Linked DNA regions of Strix aluco: region 2 is linked to region 1. Evidence: chromatin contacts called from public Hi-C data. All regions are on one chromosome and are shown on one strand. The core of a region is the stretch at or near the end of the contact, and the rest is flanking DNA. Distances in the headings are between cores, read along the strand shown.

The links. Hi-C and Micro-C count contacts between places; a contact is called where the count stands out from the background.
Region 2: a Hi-C map of brain shows a contact between it and region 1, with 5 times the contacts expected there. The contact joins the promoter of TBL3 here to the promoter of TRAF7 in region 1. A contact is called at or near these places in 2 of 2 Hi-C or Micro-C datasets (brain and heart).

Annotation. Positions count from the first base shown.
Region 1 is chr15:5,912,418-5,917,989 of bStrAlu1.hap1, reverse strand. TRAF7 (TNF receptor associated factor 7) reads left to right here and starts at 3,016. Exons shown (of 20, transcript XM_074841466.1): 1 at 3,016-3,148. It overlaps LOC141930298 (a long non-coding RNA gene), which reads right to left and starts at 2,856. Exons shown (of 2, transcript XR_012625254.1): 1 at 2,631-2,856; 2 at 1,794-2,430. It overlaps LOC141930558 (small nucleolar RNA SNORD60), which reads right to left and starts at 2,588; the gene lies at 2,499-2,588. It overlaps RAB26 (RAB26, member RAS oncogene family), which reads left to right. Exons shown (of 9, transcript XM_074841154.1): 9 at 1-1,489.
Region 2 is chr15:6,247,701-6,253,525 of bStrAlu1.hap1, reverse strand. TBL3 (transducin beta like 3) reads left to right here and starts at 2,206. Exons shown (of 22, transcript XM_074840968.1): 1 at 2,206-2,300; 2 at 2,457-2,508; 3 at 2,598-2,690; 4 at 2,957-3,004; 5 at 3,281-3,422; 6 at 3,948-4,032; 7 at 4,498-4,665; 8 at 4,994-5,069; 9 at 5,485-5,581. The coding sequence starts at 2,257. It overlaps LOC141930162 (a long non-coding RNA gene), which reads left to right and starts at 901. Exons shown (of 2, transcript XR_012625218.1): 1 at 901-1,282; 2 at 1,682-1,886. LOC141930559 (small nucleolar RNA ACA64) reads left to right here and starts at 1,479; the gene lies at 1,479-1,603. RPS2 (ribosomal protein S2) reads right to left here and starts at 900. Exons shown (of 7, transcript XM_074840593.1): 1 at 714-900; 2 at 429-518; 3 at 1. The coding sequence starts at 869.

The DNA of each region.
Region 1 (5,572 bases), core at 1,767-4,266:
AGGCATTTGGCTTTGTTTTTTTTTTTTTTTTTTTAAAACAAGCTGCACTTCTAAGTACAAATTTGATTCTGGATCAAGTGTTTGGCCTTTGGCAGTTTTCTAATTTGAAAATTCCAGGTGCCCGCTACACTGAACTTCCCCGCACTGCCCTAAATTGACCGTTTAAAATAACTCATCCTTCGCTCCCCAGCTCTCTCAGCAGTTAGTTCAGATGCCCCTACCCCATGTTTTGCTGGGGGTGTTAGCTCCAGCCCTTCACAAAGACCCCCCTGCAGCTACCGCTGGGATTCAGGCAGGCAGGGACTCCTCAGAGCTACAGGAAAATGAGCAGCTCACCTGTTATTGCACCACAACAGTATGAACAAGGATCCTAAAATCCAAGACTTTCTCTGAAATAACTGCAACAACTCTCTTTACCTTCACCCGCTCTAAGAGGTGGCAACGCCTGCTACAAGCACACTTTTAAATCTGTTTGCAAGTAGCAGCAGCACACAGGGAAGGCTCTGAAAGTTGCTTGGGCACTGTCAAGAAGCACAGAGGAATCTGTAAAACTCACTGTTTCCCGCTGCTTTGGTGAGCTTCACTGTGCTCCCACGACTGCTGCCTGACCTTGTCTCCTACACGAAGCTGCTTATCTTAGAGCCACCTCCCTTCTCCTTCTGGGCTGCGTAGCACACGCTTGCTGGCTGAGGTGAAGAAAAAAAGAAAAGTGGGATTTTGTGCAGTCCCTAAGTGTGCTAAGTACCTAAGTACCAGTATTTTGGTATCGCAGGTGTGCAGGGGAGGGCCAGCCCAGCAGAGCCACGGGACAGCAGTCAGGCAGCTCCAGGACCTGCCCTGGGCCCAGGTCTGACTTTGGATCTATTTTCTCTAAGCCTGACCTTAGCGGTGCAGCAGCAGCCCCTGTCCCGAGGCACCAGTCACTGCACGGACACGCTGCCCCAGAAGCTACAGGGAGTCGCAAAAATAAGCAGCAATATTCTTAACACTCCCATCAGGTTGCTGCCTTCCCTCTCCCTGGCAGGGCGGGACACCCTTGCATCTCGCTGTCTTGAAGAAACAGCTGCCAACTCTTCTTCAGTGTGGGACCAAAACCAATTTAAAAACTAATTTAAATAAGGAAGATGTAAATGCTACCCTTTGGAGTACTTTCGATATGCCTGTTGGGAGCCAACTCTACTACAGCAGAGACATCACAACTGCATTTCTGGTATTAAACCTGAACTTTAAGCCAGACTCAGCCCCCAGTCTCAAGTTCCCTCTAGACTGGTCTCCCAAAGCCCGCGCTCTGACCTCGCCCTAAAGCTCCTCCTCAGACTGTTATTTGGCATCTTCTTACATGGGCCTTTACTGCCACCAAGCGATAAAGAATTAATTGTTCAGCGCATTCAAACAAGCCAGAGGACTCGGCATTACATGCAACTTCTCATTTTTGCTGGCTCTTGTTTACAGCTTTTCATTCCTGTTAATAAAAATTTTTTAATAATCTTTGTGGCTACAATGGCTTTTTTGATCATCTAACATACACACGTGCACTGTTTAATTATTCATAGTTCAGCCCATTCTTGAACCCATCTAGACCCTTCCATTAGCAGCTCTGGGTGCTCCAGTGCCCCCAGAAAAAAATTAAAAGGGAGCTGGGCTAAGCCAAGCCGCAGCACGTTTTAAGATGCTCTGGTTCCCTTAAAGTGAATAGTAATAGTATAAATGGTCTGCTGGGTGCCCAAATGCAAAGTTTGAAGTTGGTCTGTGGCTTTACCCGTGGGATTGGTGAAAAACAGAAGCAAAAAGTCTTTTGAAAACTTTTATTAGATCTGTAAGGCATAAAATTGACCTAATACAGAAGCCAAATGGAGATCCACTGTGTTTACCTTAAGCTACCCCATGTGGTAGAGTAAAAGTCGATGACTTTTGATTTCTTCACCTTTGGGCAGTTCTGCTGCTTGTGTTTTAAAAACTTACTCCCAGGTTGTACAACGTCAGAAACAGCAGCTCCCCCGTTTGATACAGCAACCCTAAGAGCGCCTTTTTTTAGTCATACTCGGAGCTGCACCGCTTGCTCGGCTCCGGAGCCTGCAGCCTACGCTACCCCTTGAACAGCAGCTGTTTCAGCCACAGTTTCAGCCACCCGCGACCCACTCGTGCTTCCCCTGCGGCTGCAGATCCCAGCAGTACCTTACAGGAACACAGGGTACGCTAGAAACAAGCGATGCCGCATTTTACCTCCCCGAAGCCCCCGGAGTTGCCCGCCCCGCCTGCAGGCAGAGCTGGCGGGCGGCTCCGGGCATGGGGGGTGCCGGTCCCCGGGCCGCCCCAAGCAGGCCCTGGGAAAGCCTCCCACACCGCCGTTCATCTCCCCCCCCGCCTCACCACCCCCTCAAGGCCGCCACCATCTTGTTCTCGCCGGTGCGATCCGGTTCCCGCCGAGCCCTGAGGAGAGAAGGCAGCGCGGTGAGAGCGGGCCGCACCGCCGCGCCCGGCCCCGCCGCGGCTCCCTCGGGCCTCAGCCGGGGATCGTCAGCAGGGGCCGCGGCCACCCACCGCCCTCAGACGAGGTGTCAGAAAGGTAGATAAGATCATCACCGGCCCGCCCCCCGTTACCGGCCCCGCCGCCACCCGCTCCCCCTCACCTCTGGGCGGGAAAGGACAGGCGCCTCCCCCGCTGCAGCCTTTATAACTTCCCCCAGGTCGCTATTGGTCAGGCTGCGTGAGGAGATGGCCAGTCGCGAGCCGTTGGCGTGATCGCTCTCCCGCCTCCCCTTGCGCTCATTGGTCACCTCCCTTCCTCGCTCCAATGGCGCGGCGCGGCGCAGCGTGGCCCGAGGCGGTGGTCTGCCGCCGTCTGATTGGTTCCTGGAGGAGGCCGCGCCGAGCCAGTAGCAACAGTGGTTGTAACATAGAGTGACTGGGAAAGAGCCAATCAGCGCTCAGCCGCGGGGGATGCTGGGAGTTGTAGTCCTAACGTCACGGAGACCCGGGCGAGGAGCGGGCGGAAGGCGACACGCCGGACTACAAGTCCCGGGGAACGCCGGGTGCGGGGCTTCTGGCCCGGGCGGCAGCGGGGCCGCTAGACCAGGGGGGAGCAGGCCCGGGGTCGCGATGTGCCGGGGCCGGGCACCGGCGCTCCGGCCGCCGCCGCTGCTGCCAGGTACGAGCGGGGCTGGGCCGGGTTGAGGGGAGCCCCGCGGATGAGGGGAGCCGGCCGGGCCCGGCGCTGAGGGGGCTCTGTGAGGGGAAGGGCCGCGCTGGGCGGGAGGGTGAGGGCTGGGGGCGCCGGACAGCCCGCGGAGGGGCTGCGCGGTGGCCCGGGTGAGGGGGTCCCGTTCTAGGGAGGTGGCTGCGGCAGCTGCAGGGCTGCTCGGAGCAGCTCCGGGGGCTGCCGCCCGCCTGGCAGCGCTGCGGTGGCTTCTGCCGCCTCGTTCCCCTCCCTTGGGCGGTTTGTGTGGTGGTTTTTAAACTCTGTGCAGGGCCCGGCGTGATTTTTCAGGTGTGCAGAGGAGCTCGCGTATCCCCGCCGGTGTTGTGCGGTCTTCGGTGAATCCTGTCCCAGTCCTGCTTTCTTTGCCCCAGCTGCTTTCCTTTTGCTGTTTCTAGCGGGGCGTGCTTAATTTTGTCTTTTTCTGCTCCATTACTTGTCTGACTTAGGGCACGTGTTGCTCATGGTTCTCTCTTGATCTCCCAGTAACCTCATTTCCCTGTGCTTTGGTTTCACAACTTACGCAATTTAGGATATTTGGTGGTAGATCTCCGTAACTGCCCCAAGACAATTGCACATCTCAGCAGGCAATGCGTGACCGTCTTCTCATTTCAAACATGCTGTTTAGTTCTGCCTTATTCTACTGCCAGCTCGCAGCTGCTGTTCTCTGACAGACTTGCTGTCAAACACTTTTCTCCTGTTTGATCCGCGACTGTGACCCGATGATCCTGTTGTGTTGCGTGAAAGCCAGAAGCGAGGGCGTTCTTTCAGTTCAGCTTGCTTTTGAGCTCTGTTGGTATGAAAGACAACGGCTCAGATGGGCTCTGCTGGGGGCCGATGAGTGTGAGAAGAAAGCTGGTACATAAGTTAGCTGGGTTTGATATGTACATAGCAAGTCAGGTCCAGGCTATTGTACCCCCCGGGGGTAGCTGTATTGTGGAGAACTCTGGTCTAACACTTATTTTTCAACTTTGACAATGTTGCCAAATGCCTTATTTCAATCTCAGCACTTTAATTTTGTGCATTTTCACCCCAGCGATGTATTCTTTTCAGTTTGTCCGAAGCACTTAGTGCTCCTCTTCAGCAGCTGTTGCATTTTGGCTTCGAGTGTTTGTCAGTGACTCTTGCTTATGGCCACAACGACGTTGTTGGGTTTTCAGGGAGCGAGCTGCGTGAGTGAAGGACGATTCCAGAAAGCCCTTGCTGAGGGAAAATGGCATGAGAAAGTCAACCACTTCCATGACAGCCTTTACGTGGCTCCCTGGGAGCTGTGCGAGGAGGGGAGGTGGTTCACAGAAAGATAACCCAGTGCACCACCAAAAACTGGGGCTTCATGGTGTGAAGTGCTGTACAGACATTTACTGGCCATGAGACCTGGCTGTCACCGTCGACAAGGGGCAAGGGAACAGCCGGTGCTGTCCTCATTGCACGCCTGGGGCATGGGAGGTGAAAGAGTTTCTGGATTTCCTAAGCATCATGTGGGACACTGTAGGAGCAGGGAACTGTCTGTGGTCTGCCAGGTCCCCCTCCAAGTCGTGGGGTCCCCCACCCTGGGCACTGAGGAGGGACAGGGTAAATCCAGCCAGAAAGCTCCAGCTTTGTGGTTCAGTTTTCTGCAGTGTGCAGCAGCAGGTCACTTGCAGGTGAAACTGCCCTGCAGAAAGGGACGTTTCACCATGAAGGAGGTTAAATTTTACCAAGCAGCAGTGAGAAGCCTAAGCTGAATCAGAGTGACCAGAACATTCAGTCAGGGAATGCAGGTACCTTCACTGATAACACCCAAACATGAATTTTCATGATGTTGCTTGAACCCAAGGGAAAACAAACAAACAAACAAATCCATAGTTTTCAGGCAGTTTCATTCCCTGCCCTGAGGGATTGCATGGTGATACCAGCCACTTGGCAGCATGAGAGTGGTGGGGCTGGGCCCACAATTGCCCGTTCCTGTGGCAGCACAGCCTTAGGTGACCTTAAGCCACTCGTGAAGCACCACAGGTAAGTTTATGGCCTGTGGTTGAAACCCTCCTGCAGTCAACCATTCCCTTCTTGGGGCTCCACAAACACAACCCAGTGCTGGAGCTGCAGGGAGGCCTGCAGGCTCTAGGAAGTTGCCGAGCACCGTGTGACGGTGCTGGTGCTCGCTCTACCCTGTTGAGAGCTGTACGTCAGCCAGAGTTGGTCCTGAGCAGTGCTGAGTGTTTTGCAGCTTCACCTGGCGTTCAGCAGTTAGTCACCTCACGGGCTGAGCATTTGCCTGTCCCACGGGACCTCCCAAGCCCCCGCTAGCCATGACTGTTGTGCTTTTGGAAGCATGATCATACCTGCTTCTCAGGTTGTCTCAGCCAAGCCCAGCTGTGCCAGGAGAAAGGCATTTGA
Region 2 (5,825 bases), core at 957-3,456, 340 kb before region 1:
CCTGCAAGGATCCATAATTTCATCGCAAGGCCACGCTTTTTAAACAAACACAGCACGCAAGTAAGGCTCCTACAATTCAACAATCCTATGCACGTGTACTTTAAGTAACAGGCACTTACATTGAATTTTACATGCATAAACTTATTCTAGCTTACTAAGTAGTCCAACGTCACAAGTTGAAGTTTCTTTTTTTTCCATCACTGAGCAAAACTATTACAGAAACACTTCGCCAACGTGCTGCCATCTCCTCACAAGGCAGAAGTGCAACAGACAAATCCCACCACCCTTCACTGCAAGAGACCGCACCGGTCCTCAGCTTCTGTCGTTTTTAACCCGAGTACTTAACCTGAGCGTCAGCAATTCCTGTGAACTCTGCGGTTCAGATAAAGATTCTGCTGCACATCACTTCAATGTTCACTGAAGTTTACCTTGATTGGAAGTGAGAAGAGGTAGATCTCCTCAAGAGACTTGATCTTCATGTCCTTAACCAGGCGACCAAGCTTAGTGACAGGAATCCACTACAAGAGAAATCCGTGGGAAAGGGTCACCGGCAGCACCCGCTGACAGCACCCCACGGGCACCGGCTCGCCTTCTGCTCCAGCTTTCAGGACGGCAGCTGGCACAGCCCCTCGCTCAGCCGCTCCCGCAGAGCCCAGCTCCGCCGTGGTTCCCGCCACCCGGGACGGTCCCACGCAGCCCCAGGAACCACTTACTTCCTTATCTTCGGCCTTGCCTCCACGAGCCCCACGGCCTCTCCCTCGGCCCCTCCCGCGGCCACGGCCGCGGCCCCGCAGCCCGGTCCCGAAGCCGCCGCGGAAGCCCCCTCGGGCCGCTCCTGCACCTCCCGCAGCACCGGCGTCGTCCGCCATTTGCTAAAGCAGAGAAAGACGCGTTAGCCGGGATACCGTAAGGGCAGGAAAGGGCAGCGCGGCGGCCGATACGGCCCCGATGGGCACGGATGGGCCCAGGCCTCGCCGCCATCCCTCCCTCCGTGCCGCCGCCCTTACGTGCTCTCTCAGCGGAGAAGGCCGCGGTGCCCCGCCGCTCGCTATTTATACCACGCCGAGATCTCGCGAGAGCACCACCGGCGGCGCGGGCCCCGCGCCATGAATGAGGAATACGCTGCCGGGCAGAGCCGCGCCTTCCGCTTACTTATACAGGGTGTGGGGCGGGTAGCGCCGCTGTCCGCTGTGCGCATGCGCCACACTAGCGCATGAGTGTGAGCTCAGTCTCGAGGGGTCGCGCAGGCGCGTAGCGCTCAGTCTGAGGCGAGCGCGGGGAGGTGAGTGTTGTGTCTTTCGCTTTGTGCGCTCCTTAAGTTTGTCCTTTTTTTTTTTTTTTTTTTTTAAAAAAAACCCCACAAGCATGTTGGGGTGTTTTTTCTAGTGCTGGCTGAGCCGCTGTGGGGTGGGGTGCGGAGGGGAGGGCCTCGGTGAGCGGCTTGGGAAGGCGCTTCGCGTTAGTTGCGGGCGCTAGGCGCAGTCTGAAAATCACTTGGGGTCTCTTGTGGCCCCTGGTGAGATAACTGTGCCGACAGTATAGGGAACATTAAGCTTATTGCCCACGGTACGGTGTGGGGAATGAAACCCGTGTTCCCATAGCCCCTGTCCTGAGCAGGTTCCGGGGACTAACGCCTGGTGAGGTACCGGCTCTCCCTCAGAGACATCTTTCCCTCTGCCAGCAGGTGCCGAGCGCGGCCCGGCAGTGCCCGGCCTCCCCGGGTGGACGGATCTACCGGTGCTGCTGGGCCTGGGGCTGATCTGCGCGGGCTGCAGAGCTTGGTCCTGCCTTCCCGAGCCAGAGCTGCCGGCGTACGCACAGCTGGAACGCTTTGAAGAGATTCAGTTATGTATTTTTATATGCAATAAAACACTAATTACTTGAAAGCTCGTTCGTCGAGTCTCTTATTTGCTGTTCCTGTGATCTAAAAATCCCACTTTTTCCCTGTGGATGGGGCCGGGAAGTCGCTTCCTTGAGGTGGGCTGGGAATGCCCCGCTGGAAGACGCTTTGGAGCACTGGGGAGCGGTGCTGGGGCTGCTCCGGGCCCGGCTCCCCCCCGTTCTGGCACGAGGATACCGGGTATTCGCCGCCATTGGGTGGAGCCGCCTCCTGCCCTCACTAAAGATGGCGCTGGTGGCGTCCCCTCCGCAGCGTGGCGCCGTGCGTCACTGGCGTGCGCCGGAAGTGGCGCCCTTCACCCGTAGCAACCGGGAGCGCCGGAAGCGGCCGGCACGCGGAGCGCGGCGGGGTCAGCCATGGAGGCGGCGGCCGCCGCCAGCCCCGTCCGCTTCAAGAGCAAGTGAGGAGCGGCCGGGGGGCGGTCCCGGGCGGCGGGATGGCCGGGGCTGGGCGCGTGTGGCGGGCGCTGCCCGGGGGCTTCATGGCCGGGAGCTAACAGGCTGCCGCGGTTTCTGTTTAACCGCCGATCTGCGCGTTTCTCTCCTTTTCCTTCCAGCTACGTCGTGTCGAGGAAGATCGAACCTTTCTACAAAGGAGGGCGAGTCCAGGTAATGTGCTGAGACAGCGAGGGTCACGTTTGGGAATACCTCGTCTACCGGTTCCTTAACGTTCCTGGTTTCCATTCCGTTTTCTCCAGATAAACCGAGATGGCAAGTTCATGTTTTGCCCCTGTGGGACCAAGCTGAATGTCATCGATGTAGAAACAGGAGCCCTCCACAGCCTCCAGCAGGTGAGGAGATCCATCCTCCACCGACTGGAGATGAGGATTTTCCAGGGCTCTTGGGGCGTTTTACACTAGCTGTTGACTTAAAGCTCCCAAGAGTGAGAAGTGGAGGGGAGGATGAGAATGGTTCTGGGCACGGATGTTATTTGTGTTGTCCCTGAGCGCAGCTGGAAGCTGCTGGATGCACTCGGAGTCAGCAGAAGCATGTCAAGAGGGAGCTCTGAGAGCGCTCCACGGGTGGTTCAACTGTGGATTTCTTTTCATTTTTATAGGACGATGAAGAGGATATCAGTTCATTTGTTCTCAGCCCCAATGATGAGGTACGTGTTTGCTTTGTGGTTTTCTGTGCTGCTCTGTCAGGCCTCCTGGTAAAGCCAGCAGACACTGAAGGCTGCTGGAAGCGCTCTGCATTTCCAGACATCTCTGCGGAGTCATCTCAGGCACTTCCATCTGTCTCCCCTTCTGGGCTCGAGTCAGACAGAGGAATGCTGAGAGACTGAGCTTCAAGAGTGTCATAGCAACCGGCACTTCTGTGCTTTGCCTGTGGATGCTGAAAGAAATAATTAGTAATCATCACGCTTCTTGCTTTTGCATAGATCCTCGTGACAGGGAGCCGAGCGCTGTTGCTGAAGCAGTGGAACTGGCGAGAGAACAAGTGTGTTCGCACGTGGAAAGCCGTGCATATCGCGCCAGTGGCTAGCATGGCCTTCGACTCTACTTCAACATTGTTAGCCACAGGTACGGCCCTATTTCAGTGTCACGCGAGGGGAATGGTACTGAGTGGCCCGTCTGCTTTTAAATCATTTGGCTCACCTGGATGCAGCCTGAGGTAGTGATCTCCTGAATTCAGACGTCATCAGAAGACGTTTTACTCAGATAGAAATGGCGTTTTGACAGACAACACAGGATCCTTTCGATGTTTTGTCTAAAATAAGCTTAGTAAAATGCTGATAAACATCAGGCATCTGTGAGGCAGTGCGGTGTAGTTATCCCGGTGTAGAACAGGGACTCTCGGAGATGGAGGAGGTCAGGCATGACCTATAGCTTAATTGTACTTCAGGTTTGACTGTGAGCAGTTAGGTTTTGCCCAGCTCTCTGAAAGTGTAAGGTGCTCCATGGACTTCTCTGTGCACGGGTGGTTGTTATTGGATTCGTTTTTCTTTCTGCTGACTTTGCAAGCCATGAAATTTTACACTTGCTGATACGTTGGACCTCCTGCATGTCTCCTTCGTAGTTCATTTTTATATGTCCTTCTTTTCCCAGGTGGCTGTGACAGCACCATTAAGATTTGGGATATGATCAAACAGTACTGCACGCACAATCTAAAAGGATCTTCAGGAGTTGTACAGTAAGGATGAGTCATATTTGTCAGTTGTTGGCATTAGTGTGGTGCTTGGATGCTGGGATTGATGTGAAATGTCTTGAGTTAATGCAGTATAAAAGCCCATTCTGGGCAGGTTCTGGGCTCTTCTGCTTCCTGCTTTTTCAGATGTCTAGTGAAGGAGCAGCACTATGACTGACTTTAGCCCAGAGAGGAAATAGTTTAGTCAAGAAATTTGTTGGGATCTAAATGGAATATCTGTGCTTGCTAACTCCTGTACTCCAAGAATGTGGAAAGAGTGGCAAAGATCAGTTGTAAATTTTTGTGGTGGGTGGCAGAGGAATGAAATCCTGTAAAGAAAGTCCTCTTATAAATTCCTGTCGATCTGTCGAACTCCTTGCGTAGAATGTGTATTTATTTAAATGTTGGGCTAATGCCAGCACACCAGATAGTTTATTCCTGTCCTGTTCAAATGCATCTCCTCCTGTCTAGCCTTGTTGAGTTCCACCCTGACGTCTCCCGGCTGCAACTCTTCTCCTCCTCAATTGACTACAAAATCCGCATCTGGGACCTGAATTCCAGCAAGTGTGTTGCTATGCTGGATGGCCACTTCAGTGCTGTCACCTCGCTGGCGTTTGCAGATGGAAACACACTCATTAGGTAAAACCTTACAGGGGCTTTGCCTTTCCCGTTCACCCTGTCAGAGCCTGGGTGTTTCTGTAGGGTCTGGGAAGGTCCTCCTGTGAGGAGAAGGGCTCCTGCAAGTGTTCAGTTTCTGCCTGACCATAGAACTGAGTAACTGAGGGTGTCAACACCCTTGTTTCTGGCAATATGCTGTGCTGCCACATGGCAGGCTGGTGCTTTCTTTCACGTGGGCCTCTTCAGAGGGATGTTGAGCTCCTACAATTCCAAATTTGCACTCACAGCTTGAGTTCTCAGAGCCTGAGTTGAATGGATTCAGCACTGAAACTGCTCTTTTAACTTGCAGTTCTGGCCGTGATAAAATCTGCATGGTGTGGGACCTGAAAACCAGAGAAAGTAAACGAACCGTCCCTGTCTATGAGGTGAAGCTGCATTTCATTTATTCCTTTGAGATCCTTTGTAGTTTTCTAGGTCATGGTCCTACAGTACTTCTCCCTCTTTAGGTTCCTATATATTGTGAAATCAAGTTTCTCTCCCTTGTGCTTTCCAGAGCTGTTTCTTTTCTTTCTCTACTTGCCTGGTGTGGTTGTGTCTGGGCAGTTTAAGGAAATATCTGCCACTGCTGCCTCCAGTGCTGGAGGAAGAGGGAAAGGCAGTCGTGTAAAAGCTCTGTTCTCTCACTGCATCTGCCTGCCTGTCCTGGGCAGCCCCACAGCCTGAGGCAGAGGAGCGTGAGGGGGTGTCTGTCAGCTCTAGCAAGTTGTTGCACAGCTCTGGTTGCTGAAACGGGACTCCGGTCCCTTGTGCTCAGCTGGTGGTTGGCCAACTCTCTTCCAGAGCGTGGAAGCTGCTGTCTTGTTGCCTGAAAAAGGAGATTTCTCTCAGCTGGGTGTGAAGAAACAAGGGTTGCACTTTGTCACAGCTGGCAGCAAAGGTGAGTGTTGCTGCATTCCTGGGATGTGTGTTCTGTGTGTGGCAGAATTATCGGGCTGAACAGAGGGCTGGAGGGCAGAGCCGCCTCCTGAGTTGTTCCTCCGACAGCAGTGGATGAGCAGGGTTGATCAGGCATGCTGTGGAGCTTTAACTCTATATGTTTTCAAACTGCAGTAAAGTTTTGATTTGGAGTGAAGAAGAAAGATTTTGTGGCCCTTCGTGCCACTGTGATTGGATGTCTTCGC